7 separate regions of the Mus musculus genome follow, and all the other regions are linked to region 1. A link is a contact called in public HiCAR-type and promoter capture Hi-C data. All regions are on one chromosome and are shown on one strand. The core of a region is the stretch at or near the end of the contact, and the rest is flanking DNA. Distances in the headings are between cores, read along the strand shown. Region 1 holds the start of Timm23 (translocase of inner mitochondrial membrane 23). Region 2 holds the start of Wdfy4 (WD repeat and FYVE domain containing 4). Region 3 holds the start of Nisch (nischarin). Region 4 holds the start of Mettl6 (methyltransferase like 6). Region 5 holds the start of Bap1 (Brca1 associated protein 1). Region 6 holds the start of Sh3bp5 (SH3-domain binding protein 5 (BTK-associated)). Region 7 holds the start of Capn7 (calpain 7).

The links. Promoter capture Hi-C pulls out the DNA fragments that hold promoters and counts their contacts. HiCAR-type assays count read pairs that join an accessible place to other places. Capture Hi-C pulls out chosen DNA fragments and counts their contacts.
Region 2: a promoter capture Hi-C map of pre-B cells shows a contact between it and region 1, with 6 times the contacts expected there. The contact joins the promoter of Wdfy4 here to the promoter of Timm23 in region 1. A contact is called at or near these places in 2 of 39 promoter capture datasets (the C10 cell line and pre-B cells).
Region 3: a promoter capture Hi-C map of pre-B cells shows a contact between it and region 1, with 2.4 times the contacts expected there. The contact joins the promoter of Nisch here to the promoter of Timm23 in region 1. A contact is called at or near these places in 8 of 39 promoter capture datasets (3T3-L1-derived adipocytes, the C10 cell line, the HPC-7 cell line and 4 more), 1 of 484 Hi-C or Micro-C datasets (CD4 T cells) and 1 of 9 other capture datasets (liver).
Region 4: a promoter capture Hi-C map of the HPC-7 cell line shows a contact between it and region 1, with 5 times the contacts expected there. The contact joins the promoter of Mettl6 here to the promoter of Timm23 in region 1. A contact is called at or near these places in 16 of 39 promoter capture datasets (the 3T3-L1 cell line, 3T3-L1-derived adipocytes, the C10 cell line and 11 more), 9 of 484 Hi-C or Micro-C datasets (the HPC-7 cell line, cortical neurons, embryonic stem cells and 4 more), 8 of 115 datasets of contacts at active chromatin or transcription factors (the 230-238 cell line, astrocytes, embryonic stem cells and 4 more) and 2 of 9 other capture datasets (adipose tissue and liver).
Region 5: a contact with region 1 is called in a promoter capture Hi-C map of adipose tissue, with 2.0 times the contacts expected there. The contact joins the promoter of Bap1 here to the promoter of Timm23 in region 1. A contact is called at or near these places in 2 of 39 promoter capture datasets (the C10 cell line and hippocampal neurons), 2 of 115 datasets of contacts at active chromatin or transcription factors (double positive thymocytes and stem cell-derived neural progenitor cells) and 2 of 9 other capture datasets (adipose tissue and liver).
Region 6: a contact with region 1 is called in a HiCAR-type map of astrocytes, with 3 times the contacts expected there. The contact joins the promoter of Sh3bp5 here to the promoter of Timm23 in region 1. A contact is called at or near these places in 3 of 115 datasets of contacts at active chromatin or transcription factors (astrocytes, bone marrow-derived macrophages and memory CD8 T cells) and 1 of 9 other capture datasets (pancreatic islet).
Region 7: a contact with region 1 is called in a promoter capture Hi-C map of adipose tissue, with 4 times the contacts expected there. The contact joins the promoter of Capn7 here to the promoter of Timm23 in region 1. A contact is called at or near these places in 9 of 39 promoter capture datasets (3T3-L1-derived adipocytes, the C10 cell line, the HPC-7 cell line and 6 more), 1 of 484 Hi-C or Micro-C datasets (CD8 T cells), 1 of 115 datasets of contacts at active chromatin or transcription factors (fibro-adipogenic progenitors) and 2 of 9 other capture datasets (adipose tissue and liver).

Annotation. Positions count from the first base shown.
Region 1 is chr14:32,200,457-32,203,156 of GRCm38.p6, reverse strand. It overlaps Timm23 (translocase of inner mitochondrial membrane 23), which reads left to right and starts at 1,266. Exons shown (of 7, transcript NM_016897.3): 1 at 1,266-1,514. The coding sequence starts at 1,409. It overlaps Parg (poly (ADP-ribose) glycohydrolase), which reads right to left and starts at 1,186. Exons shown (of 18, transcript NM_011960.3): 1 at 692-1,186. The coding sequence starts at 911.
Region 2 is chr14:33,183,782-33,186,481 of GRCm38.p6, reverse strand. It overlaps Wdfy4 (WD repeat and FYVE domain containing 4), which reads left to right and starts at 1,416. Exons shown (of 59, transcript NM_001146022.2): 1 at 1,416-1,614.
Region 3 is chr14:31,205,566-31,208,265 of GRCm38.p6, reverse strand. It overlaps Nisch (nischarin), which reads left to right and starts at 1,440. Exons shown (of 21, transcript NM_022656.2): 1 at 1,440-1,699. The coding sequence starts at 1,604.
Region 4 is chr14:31,493,605-31,496,304 of GRCm38.p6, reverse strand. Mettl6 (methyltransferase like 6) reads left to right here and starts at 1,265. Exons shown (of 6, transcript NM_025907.4): 1 at 1,265-1,403; 2 at 2,341-2,700. The coding sequence starts at 2,484. Eaf1 (ELL associated factor 1) reads right to left here and starts at 1,226. Exons shown (of 6, transcript NM_028932.4): 1 at 934-1,226. The coding sequence starts at 1,036.
Region 5 is chr14:31,250,150-31,252,849 of GRCm38.p6, reverse strand. Bap1 (Brca1 associated protein 1) reads right to left here and starts at 1,361. Exons shown (of 17, transcript NM_027088.2): 1 at 1,196-1,361; 2 at 1,071-1,100; 3 at 896-950. The coding sequence starts at 1,232. It overlaps Phf7 (PHD finger protein 7), which reads left to right and starts at 1,535. Exons shown (of 11, transcript NM_027949.2): 1 at 1,535-2,145.
Region 6 is chr14:31,434,699-31,437,398 of GRCm38.p6, reverse strand. It overlaps Sh3bp5 (SH3-domain binding protein 5 (BTK-associated)), which reads left to right and starts at 1,299. Exons shown (of 9, transcript NM_011894.3): 1 at 1,299-1,588. The coding sequence starts at 1,442. Gm35907 (a long non-coding RNA gene) reads right to left here and starts at 2,165. Exons shown (of 4, transcript XR_383329.4): 1 at 2,081-2,165.
Region 7 is chr14:31,335,279-31,337,978 of GRCm38.p6, reverse strand. Capn7 (calpain 7) reads right to left here and starts at 1,341. Exons shown (of 21, transcript NM_009796.3): 1 at 996-1,341. The coding sequence starts at 1,097.

The sequences.
Region 1 (2,700 bases), core at 17-2,516:
CACTGTCCTAATTCTCTGCAGCCCATCTCTCACCATTCCACCGTTGATTCTGCGCACCCACTGCATATCTGAAGTACCTCTTTACTTTCTTCTCCAGTACTCACAGTAAGTACCAAACCTTCTGGACTACCATAACTAACTTAAGTATACTTAATTCCTACCAAAACAATGGCTCCTTCATGAACAACAACATCCATTACTCTCTGTTACAGGTATTTGACTTGTGCTATTGTTTCTCTCTCCTCACAGATTTCAAGGTACGAAAGAAGAGACCAAGTTCCTCGTGTTCAACATCGTGTGCCAGGGACAAATACAATCCAGCAAGCTAAGGCTAACAGCTCTGCACTCTGGAAGTCAGCTCTCACTGAGTCTACTGCAACAACTTTCTTTACGATTTTTGGAGACTGAAGCGCCCTTCTGCTTCACATACACAACTAGACTTCCTTAACAGGGCAAATTCTCTATCCAAGCTGAGGAAAGTATCCCGGGGAGGTCCGGTAACTACCTGTCCAACAAAGTTTTCCACAACACACATGCCACTAGTAAAACTGTAGCGCCTCTCATTGGAGTGGCATCTAGTGATTGAACATCGGGGTCATCAGAGTGGTGGAAACAAGATCAGTTAGGAGTGACTGGAGTCTCCTGGTCCTCACACTGAAACAAGGACAAAGATTTTTTTTTTCCCACGTACCAAACGAGGTGGCGTTGCCTCTGTGCGGTCCCGCCCGCCCCGAGACGCAGGCTGGCGAGGACGGAGGGACCCTGAACTGGACGGGAGCGTCCTTGGGGTCGAGAACACGCCTCTGCCTGCCAGGGAAGCTCCGGGAGTCCGAGGCAGTCGGCGCAGAAGTTCCAGCGGCGCCCCAGCGGGGCCGCTTCGTGCAGGGCTCCCAGCCGGGGCCCGCACTCATGCTGGGACCCGCAGCACACAGTCCCCGGGCCGGCCCGGGCGGAGAGCCTCATTCACTAACCCGGACAGGGACGGACTGCGCCTCCTTCTCGGCGCGCCGCGCACCATTCCCTCTCCGCAGCGGCCCGCCTGGAGGCTGCCACTCCTCGGGCCTTCGAGCGAGACCCTCGCTGCGCAGCCGCTTGCCTCCGCTCGGCAGCAGGGAGCCCACCAGCCCCGGGACGCGCCGCTTCCACTCGGCTCGAGATCGGGCTCCGGCTCCAGGCTCACTTTCCCACCACCGGAAAGCAGCCGTCTCGCGCTTCCCACTTCCGGGCCGCACACAGCCGTAAAGCGGAAGTGCGATACTTCACGGGAGCCGGCGCCCGGAAGGTCAGCGTGGTGAAGGTGGCAGGAGCAACGCGGGTCTTCCCGCTGTTGCTTGTCGCGGCCACGGCCGAGCATACGTCCCCGGCCTGAGGTGGTGGTGGCGAGCCCACCGCCGTTTGCTGCGACCTCATGGAAGGTGGCGGAGGAAGTAGCAACAAATCCACCAGCGGGTTAGCTGGCTTCTTCGGAGCCGGAGGAGCGGGTTACTCGAACGCTGATTTGGCCGGCGTCCCGCGTGAGTATCGGGCCTCGCCTGCTCCCCTTTCTGACTCCTTCCTGGGACAGCTAGAAATGTGTAACGTTCCTGTCCCTTTTCCTGCTCGCCTTTACGAGATTCACCGCCGGTGATTGGGTTTCAAGGCTGAACGAATTTGGGGGATCGTAAATCCCCGGGAAGCTCTTTTAGTGACCTAGTTTCGAGAGGAAACACAAAATGTCCTCCTCTTTAGTGCCCCGTCCCGTCTTTTCTCGTCACACGCTTTTCTGTATGCTTGGCCCTGTTAGGAGACCCTAGTTCTAGAAATAAACATTCCAAATAACAAGCGCGCTATTAATTTTTTTTCACACGGCTTTTAAATATTTCTAAACCAGTTAGGCGAAAACATTTTTCGTTCTTTGTGCGTGTGAGAGACAATTCAGGAAATCAGAAGGAGCTGGGGAAGCAAACGAAACTTTTAAGAGATTTTTAAACAAGAAAAAAGAGCCAAATTCTGAAAGCGATATAAGCAAATTCAAAGATGCAGAGGCATGAATTCCCAGCCTGTTGGCCCTTCTCAATCACCTAAGTATGTCTTTCAGGCTTTTAATGTTTTGTAATTATGGATATTCGACTGGATAAGTAGAGCTTGGGAGTTAATGTTTAATAACACTTTACTAAAGTGTTTCTTCTTGCTAATCCTCTAAGTAAAACCTTTACACTTAAAAACATTCAGAAAGCCGTTTGATAACCCTAATGTCTGCTGTCAAAACTTGAGTCCAGGACACAATTTATGTGTATCTTAGGATATCTCAGTTGCATAACATGAAGGGCACTACTTAAGGTGAGAGAGTACACATACTACTGAGGAGAGTAACGTGAGGACACAGAAGTTAGTGATAGATGACATGGCAATTGAAATAGGACCCTGAGATGGTGGTGGTGGTGATGGGCCGTGAAGGTTGTTGGAGAACAGGTTAGAGAAAACAGCTTGGGAGTTGAAGTTAGAGCTGTGACCTGAATTTAGCAACAAGTGCTTGAGAGACAGAACAAACCTGCTGTGTTTCTTGAGAAGCTATTGGGTCAGTTTGTCTTTAGAGTTGCAAGGGAATGAACTGATACAAGATTGATTGTAAGAGTTGAGAGGCAAGCCGGGCGTGGTGGCACACGCCTTTAATCCCAGCACTCGAGAGGCAGAGGCAGGCGGATTTCTGAGTTCGAGGCC
Region 2 (2,700 bases), core at 167-2,666, 980 kb before region 1:
ATTGGGTAACATTATTTTTGATGTTCATGACTTTGACCATGGAAAACCTAAGGGTGTTTCCCTTCCACATGGCAATGCCCACCTGTGGAAGGAGTCTCTCTGCTCCCCTGGTGGGTGGCTTCTGCACTGGGCCTGAGTTGTTTGCTGAGCCCGAGTGTGAAACTTTCCCCATAGGAAAAGCTGGAGTTATGGGAATGTGCATATTGTAAAGGCACAAGGCTGCAACATCCAATCAGAGATTCCTCTCTGCTCTTATAAGTGCCTGGACCCTGCCCTTTCCCCTACTGACCCACATTGTCCTGTGGGTCATCTGGGCAGAACATCACCTGCACGAATGAAGTCACCTCATCAGGAGAACACCCCACTTTCTCCTTTGTGTGTTTCTGAGCCTCACACTCCTGCAACCCCTAACCCTTGGCTTTGTCTCCCCCAGTCCCCCCTGTGCCTGGCTTATCTACAAAGACGTTTCTGATTTTCTCTAAGCTTCTGCTCCAATCTAGTCTTCTCCATCCTGTGGAGACATTAAGAACTCTGCTGGGGTCTTAGAAAGAGCCATTCTTCCATATTGGTATTCCACACACCTGCTCCCATACCTTACCATTTAGAGAAGGGAAGGCATTTAGATTTAGTTCCTAGGGATTTGAAATTAGGACTGGGAGGCTGAGGGTTAGGACGAGGAGCCATACGGACCCCAGCCTGCTGGGCACACAGCTAGTAAGCAGCAGAGGCGGAATTCAGACATGGGCACCAGGCTGTACTTTCCCTTCTGTTCCTAGGTCCCACCTGGCTCTGCTTGATCACCAAACACACAGTCTCAGGGGAGCTTTTGTGAAACCCATGTTGTCCTGCCAGTCATTGGTGAAGCAGCTCTGTCATTGGCTCCTTGGAGGGAAGGATGGGAAGGGCAGGCATCTGCTGACTTCCCACTTCTGCTTTCTCCAGGAAATGAAGAGAAACCCAGCACAAGTGATTCATAATGAAACACTGTTGTTGATGGCTGCCATGCGAGGCCAGGTCTTGGTCTGTTCCCCTGAGCTGAGCCATTGGAGGCTGGGGATAGAAGCACTCACACCATGTGACATCCGCAGGCTTTGACCACCACCCTCCAGGTACGTCTTTCTGATCTTGGATAAGAGAGATCAGCCAGGTGGGGGCTGTTTGTTGCGGTAGACTGCCCCGCTGCTTCCTGCAAAGCCAACTGTGGAGCACATGTGTGACCATCAGTACTTAGTCTGAATGCGGGGTGGCAGAGAGGAGGGACGATTGGCAGGAAGTGAGCGGTGAAGGAGGTCCTTGTGGTCAGTGCCTCTCAGCACCCTTGTCACTTGTGAGTTTTGCTGAGCTGACCAGGCACTAGATCATTCCTTACCCTCTGACCACGGGTTAAGTCCCTTCTTTAGACTCTGCTGAGAGGTAGGAGTCTGCCACAGCTGGGGAAAACTAACTCTGGCTTGTGCCACTGTCAAGGTATAGAACGGGACACTGACTGAGACGCTCCTCTCATAGCCCTGGTGTAGCTTGTGAAGGGTGGACCACCCACCCTGGCCTTCGGGGCAGCTGGGCAGACCTGGTCTTGCCCTTAGCTGGCCCCACCCTTGCCTGCCCCAGGATCTGGTAAGTAGAAGTCTCTTAAGGTGGCATTTCTTCACCTGCGTTATCACACGCAGCCTTTGAATTCCAATGTTTCTCATTAACAGCAGCATCTGGGCCACTGAGGATTGATCCCTTTCTCCTTCAAAACCCAGCTTTCAAGAACCTAATCCTTTGTCCCAGTCTTTCCGAAGTGATGACTGGGCGTTGGGTACTGTCTTTCTAGGGAATATTTCAAGTATAATTGTCTCCATTTCTATCCACTTACGTCCAATGAACTAGTAAAGAGACAAGTTACAGATGGGGCCTGTGATGCCGGTGCGGTGACATAAAGTGGGTTGGAGGAATGTGCAGGATGGACAGGGAGGGCACACATCTGCTGAGAGGACACTGAAGGAGCCCAGCCCTGCACTGTGGTTTCTGAGAATTGCTCTTAAAAGCCTTCAGGAAGGCTTGGAGGTCAGTGTGGTACCTTGCAGTGAAGGGTGTGCTGGGGGCTGGGGACTAGCCAGAGAGTTGGGTGTGGGCTCAAGTGTGGGAAAAATTCTCCTGTCTTTACATCCTTGGTGTCTGGTCTGACCTCCTATGGGCCTAAAAGAGTTTTCTTTTTTATTAAATTTTAAAAAAACCTTATTTTATTATCTTGTGTGTATAGGTGTTTAGCCTGAATGACCCTCTGTCCCAGCTTTGGGATTATTGTTTCCTTGTTTTTATTTCTGATTCCTCCACTATCTCTAAATTGTTTAATACATGTCTGGTAGTTTGAATGGGAGTGCTTTCCTTAGGCTCATATATTTTCATACTTGGTCTCTAATTGGTGGAAATGTTTGGGAAGTGTTAGGAGGTGTGGCCTTGTTGGAAAGGGTGAGTTACTGGGGGCGGGCTTTGAGGTTTCAAAAGTCCTCTCCCTTTGTTTCTAGTGAGGGCCTCTCTCTTTGCCTCTTGGATGTGATTTTTAGACTCTCAGCTGTTCCTGCCACTGTTCCTTTGCTCTGACATCATGGATTCTAATCCTCCGAACCTGTAAGCAACAGATTAAATGCTTTCTTTTGTAACTTGTCTTGGTCATGGTGTTTTATCACAGCAACGGAAAGGTAACCCAAACTATAT
Region 3 (2,700 bases), core at 191-2,690, 1.0 Mb after region 1:
CTGCTACATTCCCAGCCCAGCCCACCACTGCCTGGAATATCCTCCACCCCCTCCCTGGTCCCTGTAATCTCAGGCTGGCCAAAGTCCCTGTATCATCTGCCTAGGGCCAGGAGCTATGAAGGACTGCAAGGACCAGGTCTCTTGCCATCTGTTCCCCAGACCCCACCCCACCCCCAGGGAAGTCTCAAGAAAAAAAAAAGAATGTATTGCTTTTATTTATGAGTGCATGTGGAAGTCAAAGGACAACTTGCAGGAGTCATCTATCTCTCTCTGCTACCTAGGTTCCCAGGAACCCAGGACTGAACTCAAGTTTTCAGGTTTGGGAGCAAGCACCTAAATGCAATACACACACACACACACACACACACACACACACACATCCTCAACAACCTCAGGAAAAAGTTTCCTGAATGAATGAAAATATGAGCACACAGGAAATGTGAAGTAAACAGTTCGGTCTTCTATGGAATCACAGTGACTTGCCTGAGGTCAAGCTGACCGGAGAATCCCTACCTTATATTACACCCCCTGAGAGATGGTAGCATGCCAACAGAGGCTGGCAGTGTAAGTCCTGCCAAGAAACACTTCCTATGCAAGGTTCAGAGTATAATATGACACTGGTAATGGAAGAAGTCACTGGCCCACAAAGAATAGGCTGGCCTGAAGCCCTTCAGCGGGATCTACCACGCCGCAACCTTCCATCTTTCAAGGACAACAATCAGTGTTCACTTCGGGTTTGAGTCAGCTGCATTCTGTGAGTCAACAAGTGTCCCTAAAGAACCCTATGTCTATCAGGATTCTCTCTTTTCCTCCTCCGGTTGGGTCATCTCTTCTCCAGCTAAGTCTTCCCTATGGTTGTTCCCTATGGATGTTTCTTCAGCCACGCTCTTGTGTCCAAGGCCTAGTCTGTCTCCTCCTCACCTTGAGCTCTTGCAGGATGTCATCTGGGAAACCAGATGGACAGCGCATATCTCTTCCATCCACCTGCACGTCTGCTGCATATAAGCTCTCCCTGAACACACCAGTGTGCCGCCTAGCACACTGCCAGGGGAAAGCCCGTGGGGTACTGAGCACTGCAGAATCACCACAATCAATTCTCCACCAGTACTTTTAACAACAAACCCCCCAAGTGTCGGAGAGTCCCTCTGGTCCTTGTTCCATCTCTAAGTCTAGTCTTATTCATTTTGCTCTTGCTACACAGGGAATGAACCCAACAGCCAGGCGAGACCCTATTAATGTCCCCTCTGGAAACTGAGGCCAAGCGAAGCAGAGTGACTTCGGAGAGTTCCGAAGGCCCATGGCCTCTGCCCTTCCCTGCTGTGAGCCCAGCGGACAATGACCACAACTGCCCGAGGGGACAGAACGCCGCACAGGTATACAGAAAGCAAATTGGGCAAGCCCGCAGGAGCTGCGCATGCGTGCCACTGGTTGTGCTGTCAATTACGGGCAAGGGGCGGGGCGAGGACGCAAGCAGGCCGAGGGGCCAAGATGGCGTCGCGGGCGCGGGCGGGGGGCAGCGGGGGCTGGGGGGCGGTGGGACGCTGACCCCGCCCCCTGCTGCTGCCACTCTGCGCCGGGCGTCGGCAGCGGTGGAGCCGGCAACATGGCGGCTGCGACACTCAGCTTCGGCCCTGAGCGGGAGGCCGAGCCTGCCAAGGAGGCGCGCGTCGTGGGTTCTGAGCTCGTGGACACGTACACGGTGTGCTGGGGGGCCGCGAGCGTCCAGAGCGGGCTTAGCGCCTGGAACCCGGAGTTCTCGACCCAGGGGCTTTGAGAAGTGGGGGGTGGGGGGGGCCTGGGTAGCACATTCGATGAGTGCGTGGAAGGTTCTGCGAGGTAGCGACGAGGGAGCCCGAAAAAAATGGGGGATTCGGAGGAAGGGCCGGGTCGCATAGGTTCTGGAGGAGGATCTAGGCGGGGCGCGGGAAGGGGGGCTGGGGAAAGGGTGCGCGACCAGAAAAGGAGACTTGTGTTGGAGCAATCAGAGGGTGGGGGAGGAGGGGATGGTGAGATGGAGGCCCTCTGGATCCTCCAGGCAAGGAAGAATGCCAGCCTAAGAGACCTTCATGGGAAGTCTGGGAGGAAGGGGACGCGGAAGGGGTGGTCTCTGGTCGATGGGACCAAGGGCCAGGGCTAGAGATCATCAGGTGGTGAAGGAGAGACAGCAGATCCCGATCTCCACCCCCACCAACCAAACACTAGTCGCAGTCCAGATCAGCCCTGCGAAGTGTGTGTGTGTGCGTGCGTGCGTGCGTGTGTGTGTGTGTGGGGGGGGGTGGTGGATGGAAAAATGAGCCCTCGGGGTCTGGGGAGAAAGGAATGGATCCCAGCCGTGCAGAACACAGAAGTTACCTCGAGGCCGAAGTACAGGGCCTGCAAACCTTAGGGGACGTCACGGCTTAGGGGAGAGGGACACGAGCTTCTAATGTATCCTTGTAGGCTACAAGGGAAAGCCAACAAAAAAGGAGGGTAGTTTCTGTGATGGCGTTAGACGCCCTTTGGGCCTGCATAGGGTTGGATGCTAGGCCCGAGAGCCTCGTGGGCAGCCTGCCAGGTGAAAACTTGCACTGTGGTGGGGGCCCACTGAGCACCTCCCGTCTCCTTGTCCTTTGTTCCCTGGAGGGTGGACAGAGGTAAGGGCCTCGGGCCTGCCTTTGCCCCACCCCACTGGCTCCCACCCTAATACCGGATCCTGAGGGC
Region 4 (2,700 bases), core at 16-2,515, 710 kb after region 1:
GGAAACCCGACGCCTGTGATTCACAGGGATGTGCTTGGTTTGGTCAGCCATGTCCTGACTCAGGACACACAGTGGCAATACCCCTTTCAGAGTCTATAATCACGTAGGAAAGGGCCCAACATAATGACTCTTTCCACATTCCTTATGCTGCCTTCTTCATTTTCCAAACATAGATCAGGCTTTAATTTATGCCAGATGCACAAACTCTAATTTTATTCTTCACCCACAAGTGAGTTGGCCCAGAAGTTAAGGTGAAGTAGGTGACATTAATCTAGCTAGGTATGGTGGATCAGGTCCATATTTTCAGCACCACAGAAGCTGAGGTAGGAGGACTGCAGCATGTTCAGCGCTGGCCTGAATTATATAGTAATTTCTAGGCCAGCATCACTAGTAAGACTGTCTCGAACAGCAACAACAACAAAATCAGTGTCATAAGCAGAGAGGAAGAAGAAACCTTATGGGTGGCACGAAGAATGCAGGTTCCCTGGCTGTGGAGGAGACCAAGAGCAAGGGGAAAGGAGCAAGGGAAGGAATGAAGTAAACGACACTCGTAGCAAACGGAAGACTTTTCCAGGGCAAGAGCCCTGATGGAAGAATTCGACAAAGAGAACGGGGACACAAGGGAGGAGAAATGGGCATCGCTACTAAAGGAGAAAAGTTTGGCTTAAGGGCTGGGAAGGGGAATTTGAAATAAAGGGGCTATGACTTTCTGAAGTGGTATTTGAGACTGTAAAGTAAAAGAATAGTTGGCAGCAATCAGAGGTTTGGTTTGGGAGAAGAGATTTCAAAGTAAAAGAGCAGATCGAAGTTCCAGAGGCTAAGGGATGAGAGGTAAGGAAAGCGACGCTTTCGAGCCGGGATTAGCCAGGGGAGTCTGGGCTTGCACGTGGCGGCCAGGGAGCCCCAAGTGAACCTGGAGGGGCGCTCACTCACAGCGAATCGTGTGGAAGGAGGCCCGCGGCCGCTTCTCGAAGCTTTCCCCTAGCCGCAGACAGTGTTCCTCCCGGTCCAGCAGCGGGTTCGCCGTGCCGTTCATGGCCTTGCACTTGCCCGGCACCCGGATTGGAGCTCTCCTCGCGCGGCCGCAGTCCCCCCGGATCCCCGCGCAAGCGGCCCGCAGGACCGCGCTCCCGGGACACCGCTCCGGAGCGCGCACTGAACCAAGTCCGCGCCCACCCGGGGCCGGAAACCAATCTACTCCGCGTCTCGAGAGACTCTGCGGAAGTAAGGCCGCTGCACTTCCGGCATTGGGGAGGGACTTCCGTCTCCCCAACGGAAATAGCGGGGGCAGTGCCATGGAGAGAGAGTTCTCCGGGACTGCTGCAGCCCACAGTTTTCTGGTCTAAGGAGGAGCCCAGGTCAGCTAGAAGATTCTGCTGCCGACGCCTGGGCTTGACTGACGGGTGAGTGCGCCCTGACCTGTTCTTTGCTGGGGACCCTGGGAGCTCAGAGCGTGGGGAACTGAGTGGACGCGAGTTTGAATGTAGGTATGAGTGTCCCTGGACATGCCCGAGACCCTAGCGGCCTGCTTTATCCGAGGGTTCAGAGAGCGATGACGGTTCTCGGGACCTCAGTCACCCTTCCCCCTACTTCGCTCCATGGTTGCGATGAGAGGATTTCAGTTCTCCTGGCCGACGACGCTTCCTTCAGTTTATGGGTACGATCAGAAACCCCGGCCTCTCCGGATCAGCTCCGTCACCTCCTTAGCCCCCCCGCGATCCCGTGTCTGTTAGGCAATCGTCTACCCGCTTTCGGTTAGGGCGGTTGTTGCCGTTGTTTTGAAGTCACGTTTCCCACGGGCACTGAACGTTGATGAGAATTTTTTTTTCTCACATTTTCTCAGTCAACTCGTGGATGCGTCCCTTTGCCCTAAGTAAACCTATTTCTTGTAGTACTTGGCTCATCTGATTTGAATTGGGAGTCCGGTCCGTGAGAGTTCTGGTCTCTGAGTGTAGTAAGCTCTATGCAGTAGAGACTGTCTTGGTCTTTATGACCTCTCCAGACCCCGGCAGGGTGTTGGGCAGAGTCAGCATCTCGGGAGTGTTAAGTGAATTGACCCCGGAGCCTTAAAGAGCCCTCCGGGAACCTCTCCCCGAGTCTTGGACTCGTTTAGAATCCAAGCTCTAGAAATAATAAAGAACGATCTAGCTTGATGAGGCCCTGGTCACCCGAGTTGGGAGGATGAGGCAAGAGGAAGTACATTCAAGGGACAGGCTGGGCTTCAGGGACAGCCCCTGGCTCAGATGAACAGGATGGGGAGAGAAGCAGGCAGGTTGTTAGAGAATCACTAGTCAGAATCAATCAGTCAACCCCCTCCCCCCCTTTCTCTTTCCTAAGTAGCATCGTATCCTGTTGGAGCTGGAAAGTCACCTGGGGAAACTGCATCAGAGAAACTCCAGTGTCTACAATCTCAGCATCGTTTGTTCAGATGGTTGAAGAACAGAGGACCTATAGCAGCATTGAATGTGTTTCCGGCAACTACAATGGCTTCTTTCCAAAGGAAAGGACTGCAAGCAAGGATTCTTAGCACTGAAGAAGAGGAGAAACTGAAAAGAGACCAAGCTTTGGTGTCTGCTTTTAAACAGCAAAAACTGGAAAAAGAGGCTCAGAAGAACTGGGACCTTTTTTATAAAAGAAACAGTACCAATTTTTTCAAGGACAGACACTGGACCACCAGAGAGTTTGAGGAGTTGAGATCAT
Region 5 (2,700 bases), core at 112-2,611, 950 kb after region 1:
CTGAGTCCCTCACTCTTAACCAAACTGTATCCAACATGGCTCTGAGACCTCAAACCCCAGAAGCCTATCACAGGCAGTCAAGTATGAGCCTGAAGCTCTCAAACCCCACTCGGTCTATGAGGTCTAGGCAAGAGAAGAAGGAAATCTGGAACTGCTGGCCCAGGATGGAGCAAGGTAGGGACACAATAAAAGGCACAAAAACGTTGATGAAGAATTAAGTACCAACTCACTGGTGGACCTCGGCCTCCAGTCCTAGTAAAATGAGTATAGTGCGTGAACTCCCAAACCAGTTCCTTCCCTTGGAAGCAGTTAGGTTCTCTATGCCTCTATTCTATAGATTTCCAAAACAAGACTCTGAGTTTAGGTACCTAAAAAAGGCCTTCTCACACTAACCAATCAATACAGGACAACTGTGTTCAGTTTTGTTGACACATGGTCTCACTAAGTAGCGTAGGTTGGACTCAAACTCAGAGATCTGCCTGCCTCTGCCTCCCAAGCATTGGGACTAGAGGAGAGCGCCACTAATGGTCAGGACAAATGTTGTGTGGTGATTAAAGGCACAGCACATGTGGTGATGTAATTAATGGACTGTACACTTACAAAAAAGGTGCAACACTATGCAACGGAGGGTTCCGGCTGCAAAACCAGAAAGGCAGCTCAACTGTACTCCACGAGTGCTTAGGGTTAAAAGGAGGGCTACAGCTTTCTAAGGAGAAACACTGAGGAAAGACTGAGAAGAAAAGAAAAGTCCAAGAGGGCACCCACAAAGAGTGACACTTTCTTATGTGATATTTTATATAGCTCAGGTTTTCTAGTACTGCCTCCCTTGAATGGGGTACTATTCCCCTGCCCTTTCTCGGCCCTCCGGAGGTAAGGGGGCGTCCCAGCCACTCACCCCTGGCATTTACTCTGAAGGTCATAGATCTCCTCCACTTGCACCCCTTTGACACCTACGATCAGGAAAGGAGAGGTCGGCAGGGCAGTCCCAGGCTCTGCTGCGAGAACTCAAGGACCAACCCCCACATCCACACCAGCCAGGGACCGAAGGTCGTGGGTAACGGGGTTCTTACCGAAATCTTCCACCAGGAGGGTGAAGAGGCCTGGGTGGGACGACAAGAAGAGGGATTTGTCATGCAGGTGCGTCCGGGGCCCATCCGGCCTCCCCAGCCCCCGGCCCGCCGAGGCCCCTCCGTACCTGGGTCACTCTCCAGCTCCAGCCAGCCCTTATTCATCTTCCCGCGGAGCGGCCTCTCAGCGCCATGTCCAGGCCCTGCTAAACCCGCGCCGCCCCCAACCGGGAGCGCCCACCGCCCTTAGGGCTTCTCAGCCCCGCACAGACAACGGGCCGCGCCGCGTCACTCGCCCGCGCCGGACGTACAACGTCATCATCACACGACGAGCCTAACCCGGGGGCTGGTCTTCCGCCGGCCGAACGGCGGGGGCGGAGGCGGAGACAGAGGCGGGCATGCACGCGCGCGCGCGTCGAGGCGAGGGCGCGCACGTGCGGAGGGCGGGGCGGGCGCGCGGCCGTTAGCGGTCCTCGTTTTGGCCACAGTCCGCGTGACCCCATCCCCCCTCAGCACGCTCGCCTCCTTCGACGGCGCAGTCACCGCGCGGGGCGGCCGCCCGTGAAGTAGTTACCACGTCTTGTGTCAACGACTAAAGCTCCGGGACAGCGGCGCCCTCGGCGACAGCTGGGTGGGCAGCCTGGGCTGAAAGCGGTGGCCCGTAGCTTCCGTGAGAGCGAGCAGCGGAAGCAGCCTCCAGCCTGGCCTCGCCACAGCCGCCCGGCAAGGGAGCCCTGGCATGCGCGGAATGCTCCTTGAGCCCTCTTCTGACTGTTACCTTTGGGGGACGGTTGTGGCCACACTGACGTATTTTCCAAATAAATCGTTTATTCTTGCGGCGGCGGGACCGAACACGTTAATATATTTTTAATTTACCCAACACTTTTATCCAGTGATACAACTTGGTAAGCGTTTCGAGCGAGCATCCGCCGGGTTAGGAAATCGCGGACTGAGCAGCTTGCATTTGCCACGACCGTCCTCAACTGTTTTGAAGATTCCATCTTATAACTACCAGTGTGCACAGACTACTACTCAAGTAACGTCGTGTCCCAGCGATGCAAAGAACTGAAATCTCAAGGTTTATTTCTATTTTAACACAGTCGGGTTTAGCGCCAACATACTAGGAAGTAAAGTAGATCCCCGTGGGGACACGGAAAGGTTCCAACCCATCTCAGCCCATCCACGTTTAGTAAGAAAACAAACTGATGTTAGCTCTGCAACTGCATCTCCTGTGTTGGGAAAAGCTAGCGTGAAGTTTTGATGGCTTGTAAGCAGTTAGCAGTTAGAAAAGTCTGACATTCATGAAGAGATTCAGAATCGCCAGCCTTGACTTGAGGCTCTGGATACTGAAGTATAGTATATCTCTGGAGGGACCTAATTGACTGAGGTCTTTTAAGAAATGCTGTCCAAACCCGGCAGTGGTGGCGCACGCCTTTAATCCCAGCACTTGGGAGGCAGAGGCAGGCGGATTTCTGAGTTCGAGGCCAGCCTGGTCTTATAGTGAGTTCCAGGACAGTCAGGGCTACACAGAGAAACCCTGTATCGAAAAACAAAACAAAAAAAGAGATTTATTTTATGTATATGAGTACACTATAGCTGTCCTCAGATACACCATAAGAGGGCATCAGATGCC
Region 6 (2,700 bases), core at 50-2,549, 770 kb after region 1:
GCTCCAGGCTAGCCTGGTCTACAGAGCAAGTTCTAGGACAGCCAGGGCTACACAGAAAACTCTGTCTCCTCCCCATCCCACCAAGGAAGCCAAAATGGTGGTGTGTGTGTCTATAATCTCAGTGCTTCAGAACCAGAGGCAGTGTGACTATATATACAGTGTTAGCTGTATAGTGAGCTCTACAGGAGGAGTGCCTGATTAAAAATGCAGCACATGGGAGTCTACCTTTGGAAAATCAGAAGGTCGAGGCCAGTCTGAGCTGATAAGAGCTTGACACCAGCCTGGGCCGAGGTTGTTTCAAACAAACAAAATGAGTGAGTGGGAAGTCAGTAGACAGACCTAATACGGGAAACTGTTGGAAGGGAACACAGGGTCAGGCTTTTCCAGAGGGGAGATTGAAGCACGGGAGGCCTGTGGTACACGTGAGATTCTCTGGTACTGGCTTTGAAGAAGACTGACCAGTTGAGAAAGAGGACAGATACCCCTTTGCTTTGCTTCTGAGGTGGGGGAAAAGGCAGGATCACAGGCTCCGAGAACAACTCTCTCAAGCAAAGCTGTCCTCCAAACTCCCTCTACAAAGTATCCACTTTGCTCAGGGCATCTGACCAGGTAGTCCCTGACCTCACAGTGGCCCTAGCACCTGTAAACGTTCAGAGAAACCTGTCCACTGTTAGCCCTTTTGTGATGCCCAGTTGGCTAGGCAAGCTCTAGCTTGGTGATGTTGGGCAGAACCACATAGTTCCTACACTGGGCAAGCTTTGCCACGAGCAAGCAGGGCAATCTCTTTAAAAAGCCGCCCGATCCATAGATTTCCCCCCCCGCCCCCCCCAGCTCCATGGGCTCTTCGTGCATTCAGAATATCCAGGAAAGCCCTAAGAGCTCATGCCTTCGCTTGCCGAGCTTTGCCCAGCAGACTCCAGGCTATGATGTCCACTCGGTGGCTGGACCTGGCTAGCCATCCTCTGTCTGCTGTACAGACAAGATTAGGGTAGAGTTCCCTTTTCTGTGACTCCAAATAGACACAAAGGTAGCTTTGAAGAATGGAAATCACCCGAACTTTCCTTCTGTGCCTTGATCTGCTTCACTGGAGGCAGGAGGAAACTACCTTAAGGCGGCCCACGCTCGGGCTGGTGAGCCACTGGGCGGCACCTCTCCTAGTGGCCATGGCCGGGACTCCAGTGCACTGGGCTTTTTGTGACAGAGTGTCGGGTGACACAGGCTATCACGGCGGCCTGGGCAAAGTGGGTGCGGTGTACTGCGGGCCGCTGCAGACAGGGGGCAGCCGCGCCCACTTCCTCTGCCACTCCGCACTCGCCGGCGGAGCACCCGGGGTGGCAGCGCTGCGCGCTCAGACCTACCCGGCTGCGGCGAGGTGGCCCTCGGTGCGTCCGGATCCCACCGTGCGCTTTGCGACCCGGCTGCGGCGCGTTCGGCTGCCCGCATGGACACGGCGCTGAAACGGAGCCGCTCTGACGAGCCGGCGGAGCTCCCGCCGCCTGCCCGGGAGGTGGAGGAGAAAGAGGAGGAGGAAGAGAGGATGGAACAGGGCCTGGAGGAGGAGGAGGAAGAGGTGGACCCCCGGATCCAGGTAGGACGCGTGACAGGAGCCCACAGCCGCACCCCACCAGGGCTACCGTGGAAGTCGGCATCTAACGCAGACACATGCCTTACAGCCTCGCGTGTTCGCGGTCGCGGGGTGGGGGCTGCCTAAATTCAGGATCTTCACCAAGGGTTGGAACACCCCATTTCACGGTCTCCCTGCGGAAGGCTTCGGTGCCCGCGTGAACGCGGCCTGATTATTGCGGGGATCCCTGCAGACCCTCGGCCCAACCCGAGGGTCCCTACTACACGACCAGCTGTTCAGGCGGATTGCAACAAAGGAAAAAGGGGGCGGGGGCCCCGAGCGGAGTCGGGGTACCTCAGCGCCACGCTTGGAGCACTGCACAGCCTCGGGGCTGCAGCGCAGCGTTATCCCACCTGCGTGGATGCAGACATCGTGGTGGGCGAGCAGGGCAAGGTGGCTGTCGCTTGCCCCTGTAGTGTGGGCTGCACCGGTGTGGGGTGCCTCGTGAGCCCTCACCTGGCCTGGGCTGCCGTCCTCTTCATTGTCAACACATGGTGGGCGTCGTTGCCGTTGCCACCGTTGGCACTGTGTTGCACTTGGCCTGAGACTGTTTAAAACCCTCCTTTTCCTTGTGAGGTCAGTGTGAACGTCCACCAGGGACAGCTGCTGCGCAAAGCCGACGCGTGGAGGCAGGGAAAGCAGAGAATGCCTGGCTTTCTGTGCCTCCATTTCCAGGAGAGAGAGTTAAAAAACAATTTCCAGGAGTGACAGCTTAACCTCTTCACCTTCCTAAGCACAAAGCAAATTCCTTTTCATGACCCGTTTTGTACCCTTTCCATAAATCATTTTTTAAAAAATAGCTATTAAACATACTTTGCAATTTCTGGATCCATAATTGGTTTTAAGTGCACAGATAAAGAAAAAAAAAGAGCCTGCTTTAAATTCATCAGTTTGGCTTAAATTAATTATTTTGTCAAGTCAATACACTAAAGATCAGTAAGAAAACCTCCTCATTGGTTATTCTGTTAATTCGGGCCCTGGGCTTGGATTACAGAATCTTGTGGATTTGGTGTGGAATTTTGTTAGCAAGACCTTTGTTCACAGAGCAAAGATGAGCTGAACGAGGATGAGTTAAC
Region 7 (2,700 bases), core at 92-2,591, 870 kb after region 1:
AGGGGAAGACAAATTTAAAAATAGCTTCCACTATATAGCAAGAACCCCGAGAACGAGGGCGACAGGGCAGGGAGACACCGACACAGACACAACACAGACAGATACACACACACACATACACACACACTCGGGTGTGGTAGGGAGGTAGGATTGTAAAATCAAAATTAAGAAACTTAAAACGAATGATCCTAAAACAAAAGTGTCTAAATATAAGGTAGGTTTTAAAATAAAAATAGTAAAATATTAGCAGAAAGCAAACCACGCTTTACTGATAACACGTAAGCATAAGGGGGAAATTTTTACTACTTCCGTATAATCAAGGAAAAGATGCCCATATCATGACGATACAACTGGAGGGGTGTGTTTGCAAACCTTCAGGACTGGAGAACACAGGATGAACTGCGGAAGTGCATACCCTTTGACAAGCAACTGTGCTCCCCATCATCCAAAACAAGTATCACATTTTTTTTAAAAAAAAGCTCTAAGGATTTTAACTGCACTACTTCAATGCTGGAAAGCCACAACCAAATACAGAACATGCTGTAAACGTAGCACATGCAAGCAACCAAAGGTTATCTAGGTACAATGCAGAAGTGAGATGTCAAAATAGTACAAACGATATGATTCAAGTTTGGGGGTAAGAAGGCGTGTATACACACATACACTCAGAAAAACAATCATGGAGACATACATCGAATGCTAGAGTACGATGAATTTTTTTCCTAATTTACTTTTTCTTTCTACCTGGAACGTGCACTATTAGCATATTCTGACGGATTACCCAAGGTTGGCCTCACATCAAGGGTTGCATCAAGGCCAACAGACAGCGAACAGGGTGTTCACTCCCCATCCCACCTCGGCCGCCACAAGCAGCAAAGCGGCGGGCATCTGCGGCCTGACAAGCCGGACAGCCCCAGCAGGACCCCGCCCCTCCGCCTTGGGTTCCGCCAACACTCGATCGGGTGACGCGGCCGGAGCCGAGTGCTTGTCCTCACCTTGTAGTAAAACACCGCCTCAGAGTAGCGGCCTTCGTGGTCGCGCTGCACTGCCAGCCGCGCGAACTGCACGGCGTCCCGCTCCAGCGCCGACGCGTCCATGGCGCCCAAGGCCCCACGCCGGGGGAGGCAGACAGGCCCTGACGCGGAACCCCGACGCCCGGAGGCACTGCGGCGAGAACTGGGGACCCCGCGGGTGGAGTGGCAAAGTTTACTTTCGAGGGCGGCGGAAGAGATGACGGAGCCCCACTACCTCAGACCCGCCCGGAGGACTGCGAGCTCCGAGCAGCCCGGGCTCGGAGCCCTCGCGGCCGCCCCCACCCCTCGCGTCCTTGCTCCGCCCATCAGCCGCATTGCGCAGGCGCAGTCGACCCCGGCCGGGAGGGGGAGCGCTCCCGCCGAAGCAGGCGGGGCTCAAGGCGATCGTAGGTGGGCGGGGCCAGAACAATGTCCAGTGGGATTGGACAAGAGGAAGCAGGTGCCAGGGCGAAGCTGAGGGCTCCGCTTCCGCCTGCTAGAAAGAAGGTGCCAGTGCCCAGGAGGTTGTTGGAGAGAATCAGGGGATGGCTTGAAAGGAGCATGCGCGTTATGGAGCCCTTGGTCCGCTAAGTGAGAAGGGTAGGCGGAAAGAAACAATCAGTAGCACCTCGTATTGCCAACTGGTTTAATTAGAAATAAAGATATGAAATGAGGCTAGGAGGTGCTTTTGAGATGCTCTGGTAATGTTCATTTGACAAACTAAAGTATGACCTTCTACGGCTCCCCAAGGCACACCGAAGTGTATTGTTTGAATTGTCTACAAACCAGATGATGTATTTTTGACTTGTATCTTAGGGCAAGTTGAAGGTTGTAATTACATAGTAAATGGTAGTGTGGTTGCTTTCTTTTATCCCCTTAAAAGTTTGAATTCAGCAGTGATGAAAATTAACTAATGGCAAGTGCCAGAACTTGGATGAGATTCAAAATCCATGCTGTGTCAAAGTAGCAAGTCTTGACAAAATTATACACTGTATGATCCCACACATAAGAAACATTAACGCAGCATATGGTGACACATTCCTGTAAGCCAGCAGTCTGGAGGCTGTGGTAAGAGGACTGGGCCAGCATGATCTACACAGCAAAAACCCTGAACGACCCCAGGAGGCATATGTCTGTTGTAGTGGAGCACTCTCCGTGCAAACATGAACACAAATCAGCTGGAGATATTGCTAAGAGTTGATTGTGAGCCTGGCTGTGGTGCTCGCTTTTAATCCCACCACTCCAGAGGCAGAAGAAGCAAATCTCTGAGTGCTTGGCCAGCCTGGTCTTCAGAGCTCATTACAGGATAGTAGTGTGGCCACACAGAGAAAACCTGTCTCAGGGAGAGAGAGAAAAGGAGTTGAATTGATTGTGATCCAGTCTAGAGTGGTATCAGCTGTCTTCAAGCTCAAGAAAGACTCCTTAGTGATGCTCATGCTGGTGGTTCAGGATATTCATTATCAAGGTCACAATGGGGTGGATGTTACTACTGAAACTGGTCAGTGTACAGCTAAAGAGGCTGTGGTCAGCATCCCTGAGCATCATGTGTGTCTCGACCCTCCACCTTGCTTGTGCCAGCTATGAATGTCTGTCGTCCCCTTCCTCCATTCTTACAATCTCAAGCCTTAGCAATAAGATTTTCTTCATACCAATCCCCTGAAGGGGCTTTTGTTCCATGTCACCATCC